Linked DNA regions of Danio rerio: region 1 is linked to region 2. The links are chromatin contacts, called in public Hi-C maps. All regions are on one chromosome and are shown on one strand. The core of a region is the stretch at or near the end of the contact, and the rest is flanking DNA. Distances in the headings are between cores, read along the strand shown.

What was found. Hi-C and Micro-C count contacts between places; a contact is called where the count stands out from the background.
Region 1: a Hi-C map of an unstated tissue shows a contact between it and region 2, with 4 times the contacts expected there. The contact joins the promoter of herc1 here to the promoter of acd in region 2. A contact is called at or near these places in 1 of 18 Hi-C or Micro-C datasets (an unstated tissue) and 1 of 4 datasets of contacts at active chromatin or transcription factors (embryo).

What each region holds. Positions count from the first base shown.
Region 1 is chr7:29,315,690-29,320,153 of GRCz12tu, reverse strand. It overlaps herc1 (HECT and RLD domain containing E3 ubiquitin protein ligase family member 1), which reads left to right and starts at 3,085. Exons shown (of 78, transcript XM_073908537.1): 1 at 3,085-3,288.
Region 2 is chr7:29,119,098-29,123,611 of GRCz12tu, reverse strand. It overlaps acd (ACD shelterin complex subunit and telomerase recruitment factor), which reads right to left and starts at 1,997. Exons shown (of 13, transcript NM_001431059.1): 1 at 1,791-1,997; 2 at 1,592-1,713; 3 at 630-720. The coding sequence starts at 1,910. vrk3 (VRK serine/threonine kinase 3) reads right to left here. Exons shown (of 16, transcript NM_001013568.3): 14 at 4,448-4,506; 15 at 4,227-4,363; 16 at 2,105-2,550. The coding sequence ends at 4,242.

The DNA of each region.
Region 1 (4,464 bases), core at 1,836-4,335, 200 kb before region 2:
ATATATATATATATATATATATATATATATATAGGAGGACTTTTCTTTTTAGGTTATGAACTCTTTTAAGTTATGAAATGCCATTCCTATAATGTTGCAGGGTGGTTAATTTTAAATGACTTAAAATAATGTATACAGAATGTTTCATTGTTTTTATGCAAATTTACAATGTTCCTAGAACATTCTGGGAAGCAAAACATTTTAGCTGGATTATAATGTTTACATTTTTACTGTGCACCAATAGAATTGCTTGACTGTTTTTTTTTTTTATTAACATACTTAATGGGTAGATGTAAGTGATGCATGTGTTTGTATTGTCAGTATTGAAGGTTGATTGTGAACTAAAAACACAATTTATCTTTATCTTAAACTAAAGCTGAGATAAGATGGTACACTTTTCACTTTTTCAATAGTGTTTTTATTGAACATGTAGATATAAAATGTAGTACAAGTAGCTTGAAATTTTTCTTTTAGACACAAAAAACAAACAAAACCCGTCGCACACATTCATTTAGGTTCTTTAAGAATATATTTATATAAAAGTTAATAATAATATTAAATAAAACATTTTATATATATATAAACATATATAAAAGGAAAGAAAATAAAAGGAAAATAAAATAAAAGATACATTTATAAAACAAAATAACAAGGCTCTACACTGTAAAACACAACAGTCAACCTTATCAAATGAAATGAATGTAGTTAACTCAAAAATTACTGAAAGTTAATTCTACTCATTTGAAAAGAGTTTTGAACTCAGTGTTGAAGGTAATGAGTTCATTAAATAGACTCAGAAATATATTTGTTTTGCTTGTTCAAACTACTTATGTAAAATAAGGTGAAACAACACAATTCTTGAGATTTCATTGGGACAAATTAATTTCTTTATGTTAATACACAATTTGTTTTTTATCAATTTGTGTTGGGACAACATAAATGATTTGTGTGGAACCCTGCATTTTTACAGTGTACCTCATTAATTCAACTTAAATGGAGTAAGTCCACAGTACTCATAGATTTGTTTTTTTTTTAACTCAAATACTTTGTTGCAATTGGTTTCCTCAAACGGTTTGAGTTGTCCATACTGGGTTTTACAGTACTCACTTGGTTTGACTTCTCTCGATTTATTGGGATTTACTATGTTAAATTGCTTCGTTTACTTAAATGGATTAAGTTCACAGTACTCATTAGGATTAGAGTTTGAACTTAAATAGTTTGTTGCAATTGGTTTCCTCAAATGGTTTGAGTTACCTTAACGTTTTGGGTTTTACAGTGTACTCTTCTAAAATAACTGAAGGGTCTATCTTCTTTATGTGATCTAAAACAGGTTGCCAAGTGAGAAAAAACATATCAGTACAACCTCTTACAGTGTATTGTATCTGTATCAGATGTTGTAGAAGTTCCATAAGCCAATGCTTAAAGGTTGGAGGATTTTTTTTCCTTCCATTTGTGCAATATTAACCTTCTAGCTGCAAAGGCAATCACATTTACAGTCAAAGTCCGTATTATTAGCCCCCTTTTGAGTTTTGTTTTTCTTTTTTAAATATTTCCTAAATGATGTTTAATAGAGCATGGAAATTTTCACAGTATGTCTGATATTTTTTCCTCTGGAGAAAGTCTTATTGGTTTTATTTCGGCTAGAATAAAAGCAGTTTTTAATAATAATAAAAAAAAAAAATTATTTTAAGATCAAAATTATTAGCTCGTTATACAATAACTTGCCTTATTACCCTAACCTGCCTATAGTTAAATGTCACTTTAAGCTGTTTAGAAGTGTCTTAAAAAATATCTAGTAAAATGTTATTTTCTCTCATCATGGCAAAGATAAAATATTAAAGATATATATTATATTAAAGATTTAAATAGTAGCTGCCAGAAATCTTTTAATTTTGATCAAGCCCAAAACATATGAGATAGCGTAGCTGGCGCAATATTTTATCTGTCAGAATTATTGGATTCAAATTTAGCTAGTTTCACTGTGGACCAATGTAATCTGTGTACTACTTTAAATTGTAAAACTCTGTTTTAAACAAATTGAAGATGAGTTAATATTATCTAAAACAGATTGCAACATGTCTTTTGATAATATCTCCAGTTCCGCCTCCCATTTTCTTTAAGATGGTACACTTCTAAAATAAAGTGCCAGGAAGTCATTTATGATCATTTTGGTTCTCCAAAAAAAATTTTTGTGAAAGAAATAAATTTTCATTCCAATAACCTAAAGAAACCTTTTTCCACTATAAAAACCTTTTCAGAAATGAAAAGTTTCCATTAAGGAAATCACAAATAATAACAATAAACAAAAATATATTGGATAAAAAAAACTTTACCTTACAAACTAAACAAACATTACTAACATTGTCTTGACTATTTATTGGAGTTAGGAAAGTGTAGGTTAGTGTTAGTGACGATGGGTTTTTCTTCATAATGTAGATCTTCAGGAAATGGGAAGACGAAAGTCAAGTTATGATTTTACTCCACAACAATAGATATTTGCTAAACTGTTACACCAGTGACACAAATCCAGGGGACAATCATCATTTAATATTTTACTATATTTATTAATTAATTATTTTAATTATTTATTATCTTTTATGTCATTTTCATCCTATATTTTATTGTTCTGAATACATTATTGTATTTTGAATGGTAGAAAAAATATTTTTTTAAATTTTTACCTCAAAATAAAGCCCCTTTCTGTTCATGGCTGTATGGATAAGCAGTAGTGTAGTTATGGTAATTTTCCATACATTGATGACTTAAAATGGTGTAATTGTTTAAATAACATTTTGTTTCTTTTTCTAATATAAAGAAATTTTAAACCTAAAGATTTGATGCTGAAAATCTATAAATCAAAAAAAAATTCTGTATATATATATATATATATATATATATATATATATATATATATATATATATATATATATATATATAATTTTTTTTTTGTGTGTGTATTATTTTTCAAAAAAAGCCAGGCACAATGCACATGTGTAGTCGCTGAGGTTGTGGAGCTGTTGTTCTGTGCAGCGGGTAATGAATGGTAGGGAGGGACTGAACTGAGCACTGAGTGAGTCTGCTGCTAATTTCACAGCAGCAGCAGCAGCAGAGAGTCGTGAGGGATTGAGCACTGCTCTCCTCACTCCCAACTCTCTATTATTCAGATCCTCAAACCAGCGACTACCAGACTTTTCTATCATGCACCGGCACATGCAGGTGCCAAAGGATCATTTATGACCATGAGAGCCACTTTCGTTCATGCATTGAATAGGCCTTTGGCAGTTTATGGTAAGCTCCAGCCTCACCTTTTCAGTTCTTTTATTTCCACAACAGACAGCAGAATTAAGCCGTTTCAAATGTGACAGTATGTGTAATCTTCCGACCTTGCATCTCGTTGACAGTTTATGTGGCAAATGCATGTGTTGTACGCTAGGAAGATGTTTTTTTTTTTTGTTTGGGTGCATGATTTTAATGTCAAGTAAGCTGAGCTGACTCATATGAAGTGAGGGGAGTTGATCACAGCCTGGCAACCACAGACAAGCGGCTCCACAGCCTGGCTAATGCGACAAGCTAGCCGTGCTATAAAGTCTAGCACTTTCAAGACAGTCCGCTGCTTTAATTAAACCTATATATATGGTTTAATTTAATGTAGGCAAAGCCGTATGTGTATTGTTAGTGAATCATTTTAATGTAGTGGACTGAGTTAGCTTAGCTTGCTGTCGTATACTGAGCTGTTAGCCTGCTCCCATGCTAACAAGCTAACACCGATAAGTTCCGTTTCACTTGCAGACGTTATCAAAGCAACGCGCTGCTTTTTTATAGATGTGATAAATACGAAACAAGTGTACTGAACACATTTAAGCAGACATATTGGTGGAGAATACATTTTACGCAAGGTTGGCTATGCTATGTGAAACTATAGGTTAGCCAGCTGAATGAATAAGCAAACCGCAAGACTGTCAAAACCAACACCTTTAGTCATCGTAATTCAAACAGGTGGGTGGAAAAATCACCCTAGTTTTCACTGGCAATTAAAATGCTTGTTTGCAGGATCAGGATGTCACCATTATAGAGCCGAGGAATTGGTTAATATAACATTTGCACTAAAGCATTAACCGACAACCTGTAACTTAATAGACGAGTTGTGTTATGTGGAATAACAGGCTGGAAAATCTTGCAAGACTTTTACTCCTGATAATATGAAGCCCGGTTATTATAGAAATATGTTTACTCGTATTCTGTCTGCATGCTGTGCATCTACAGCAAAACTGCTGCCAATATAGGCTATGGTCTGTCAATCAGTCTTACTCATGTAATTATGATAGAATTTAAACATGATAAAGGAGGTACATGACTGGAGTGGTGTACTTTGTATGCAATAAATATTACTATTAAATTCATCTGTCAGATCTCAGGCAATATTCAGAAGCACACTATATGTTGATGATGAACATGCATGATATT
Region 2 (4,514 bases), core at 748-3,247:
AGTAAATGATGAGTACATTTTTATTTTGGGGTGAAACAAGTTGAGAACTACTTATTCAGATGCATTAAAGGGACAATTCACCCCAAAATGAACATTTACTTACTATTTACTGACCCTCAAATAGTTATAACCCTTTATTAGTTTATTAATTCTGTTAAAAACAGAAAATCATACATTGAAGAAAGCTGAAAACCTGTAACCATTGACTTCCATAGTAGGTTTTTGATATTTGCAATGCAGAATCGCCGAGTACATTTAAACCATCTCTTAAAACTTACTTTTTAGGGTAGCTTTTATTTAACTTTTAAAGGCGCTATATAAAAATAAAGTTTATTATTATTATTATTATTATTGTTATAAGTGAAGGGTAAGTAAACGACAGAACTTTAATTTTTGGGTGAACTATCTTTTCAATAGTGCTCTACATAAGTGTTATTACAGGTTAAAGCTGAAAATGTAACACTTAAACTGAAACATGCCAAAACATTTGATCTGTCATCCCATCCAAAGGCTGCCTGACCTTAAATAGACCCCTGCTTTACTGGCATGACATATTAAAGTCAAATCACCAAAATGAACAGTGCTCAAACAAACAAATGTTTAGGGAATGATACAGCAACATCACATACCAGATCAGGCTTCATGTCAAACTCCAGCTCAAAGCTACGAATAAATGCAACATGATTGAGCAGGGATGTAAAAGAATCCAAATCCTCCAACCTGAAGAGAGTATTAAACAGTGAATTACTGCCATCATTACATTTCTAACTTATTGGGGTAAAGTTGGTTTTATATTCGCACATTTATTCATTTTTTAAGTAACAATTTGGCCCATGCTGCTTTAAATATTTGATCTACTTGGTTTTAAAATGAAAAGAAAACACTGCTTTATATTAACAAATACAGTATTCTGTTTTACATTTTATAATGAAGTTATTAAAGTAAAAACAAAACATTTATAACAGAATTGAACTAGTTTTTGTCTTGATTTGCTTGCTGCTTATTACTTCTGCATTATCCTCTATGCATTGAGTGACAGTATTTCCATTTTGAAAAGTCAGATTCATTTACAAACTTTAATTTCAGTTTGCTTTTTTGTAGCTCAGCAATAAAACTAATAAAAAAGTTTGTTAAATTAGAAATGACGATACCTGTTAAAGGCATTCACCCCAACCCTCTCCATCATTCTCACTCTCCTCTCAGTTGATGGATGGTGGGCCAAATCAAAGGTTACAATGGGCCAACTCAAGGCATCTCTAGTGTAGACAAAGTTGTGTTTTGCTCATATATAAACTGCTCATATTTCCCTATTTAGGATTTGCAAGGAACACTTCTGAAATTATATTAAGAAGGTTAAAAAGTAAATATAAAACCAACTTTACCTCAATTTCTAACTTACAGCAGTGTCACATGTAGTCAGGTACCAAAATTACAATCAGGCCACAACACAAGTTCACAGACTTAAAACATAGATTGTGCTTATTTCAGCATGATTTTTCACCGGGCCCGATTATTCAGATGAGTAGGATAAAAACAGGGGCTCAGGTGTGCAGTGTGTGGTGACATAACAGAGGTTTAATGGGTCCCTCACTCCTGCAGACGCTCCCATGCGGCGTCGCTCAGCACTGCGGGAATCATCGCTATCCCGTCGGACAGGAACAGCATACAGGCATCTGTGCGATCCATCCGCTGCGAGTCCGAGATTTCACACGTCTAAAATACACATATAATTGCTGACACGACAGCTTAGAGATATAATATTCGCCAGTGACGAAACTAACGTTACTCACGCCAATAACGCTCGCTTTGACGACAGTTTCGGTTTGGTTTTGGCCGAAGTTCTGGATGAGCTTCTCGATCCAGGGCTCCAGCTCCGCCATTCGGCGACGTTTCATTTTAGGTGGATTCATTAATAAAGCTGTTCACTGGTGTAAATGCAGAAAAAGAGCTCATCTGCCTGTTCGCGCTCCCTTATTGAACATGGAAGCTTTATTTTCGTTCCGTGTAGAAAACAGACCGGACGTTTTGAGTTCCGTTATAAACCTTTACATTTGAGTCGACAATGCCCCCTTGCGGCAGCTGTGCACAATGAATAAACACGAGATAAGTTTTGAATGCAGATGTTTATTTTAGTAATGGTTGCTGCACAAAACAGTTGATTAAAAACATGGGAGAAAATATGAAAATAAACCCCCTTTTTAACATGAATATGGTCTTTCCTAAAATATAAACCTATAACAACAAACTTGTCAAAACCAAGAAATGTGTTTTGTTGTGTCAAATCCGAGAAATAATTTTTTGTATAAAAAATAGCTCTGAATTCACCCTTATAACTAAACATACCATCATTATTTCAAAAGAAAAAAAAAACATGAAACCATAACAAATAACAGTGATTCAAATCTAGAAGAGCAAACAAGCATGCAAAGTTTACACTGCAACTATAAAAACCACAATAAAAGCACTTTTAAAAACATAAAAGCCCTTTTAAACATTCCATAAAACGATCAAATCCAATTCCCACACCAGTTATCTCTCCTATGGTTTCACCTGTGAACAACAGAAAAAAAAAACATCAGACTTGAGATTTAAGCCAAATCAGCTTTTACCCACACCCCATGCACTGATCATGCAAGACGAGACACCAAACTGTAGTTAAAGCTATAAAGCAGAATTCAGTAGTTAGGTAAAACTAGGTGATGGGGGAAAGTTACTTTTGAAGATGCTCTACAACATTGAGTTACTCCCCCAAAAAGTAACTAGAGGAACTACTTAGTTACTTTTTATGGTAAGTAATGGGTTACATGTCATAACTTGCAGGATTTATTTTCATTGAAAAAACACAAAAAAATAATAATAATGTAGGATAATCTTATCTTCTGAGAACTTCCTGACCCTTAAGCTACAGTTTATGCCATATATACAGATTAATAAAAAGTGTGAAAGCAATGCGCTTCCCATTTTTTGTACGTTGTCTTAATAGTGAAGTAAAATCCCTGTCCACTGAGACGATCCTCTTTCTCCATTCTTTGATCTGTTCAAAATAAAGAAAATACTTCCACTGCAGAAATGTAAAGCTCTGCCATCTTGATTCCTGTCTGTTTCTACATTTTCTGATTGAGTACGGTATTCAATGTGACTACATTCATTATAGTTCAGCTGTTTATTTTTTATAAGCTAATTACTTAAACTAAAAGTAACTCTCATTACATTTTGAAAAAATAACTCAATAAATATTACTTCATTTTTAAAAGCAATTCCTTACTTAGTACTAACAAAAGTAATATTATTATGTAACTCGCTTGTAATGCGTTACCCTCAACACTGGGTGACTTAATGATATAAATTTATATGACTCAACCATCAACCATCCAACATTAAAGGAGATTTAAAAGAGCAAAAATTACATTATATATATATACATCAAACATAATAGTGATTTCATTTGAGTGAGTCATTTTGACAAAATCTTTCATTCGTCTCTTTTAGAGATATTGAAGTAAACACTGATAATAGGGGTTAGAAATGAAAGAACAGGTGACATTAAGCATCTGTGGCAAAAAAAAACAAAAAAAAAACTGAAAACAGACACGAGAATAAAAAAATAAAATAAAATCTATATCCTTAATTAAATCAGAGAAGCAGGCTGCAATTTATTTCAGTGTTACATCGAAACACAAAGATAAAATTAGACTAAAAAGGAAAAAAATAATGCAAATGACTGAAAAGTCACATTAAAATACCAAGTGTTCACATTTTTGCCTGACCTCTGAAAGCACAGCATGAAAGAAATTGTACAACTGATAATGAATTTTGTAGTGCAACGTTCAGATTAGAAATGATTTATTTAAGTCTTTTTAAATGTAGCTTCTGTGAACTAAAAGTGCCTCCTACCATCTAAATCGCAGAGTGTTTGTTAGGAAAAAGGTGTCTTTGATGTTGAATGTAAACATTCTTTAAAAGTGTCATTTTAACTAGAGACTTTACAGTAAATAAATAAAAATACTGTGGCAAAGCGGATAGTTTCAAGAGCCGTTGCTATCATCTATTTTCAAAACAGAGCTGATTTAATAGCAGTTGCACTTTTAAAGTCCTCCTCCTGACCTCAAAGCTGTTGAAAGTGTTACTCGTTTTGTAAGCACAATTAAAAAGAAAGATCTTCGCCAGAAAAAAAACCTATGAAGGCACAATATTGCGCAGACTGTATATATGAATATATGAGTTACCTGCCGGTTGAGTGATTATTTCAGACTGCCACCCATCTTCTGTAAGCTCTGCTGAAGTCCTCCTTTCAGAAGTGTGTAATCTGGTTTTTCGGTGTACTGCAGGGCCATGACGTTGCACAGGTATTCCTGCAATGCACCTAAATTGCACAAAAACACATTATATACACACGCCTTCACTAAAATAATACGTCTAATATGAGCATAGAAATGTGCAAGCTCACTTGAAGCTTTCTTCTGTTTGTAGCAGTAAGTCAAAAGTCCAGGGACGTCAGACATGTACCTGTAGAC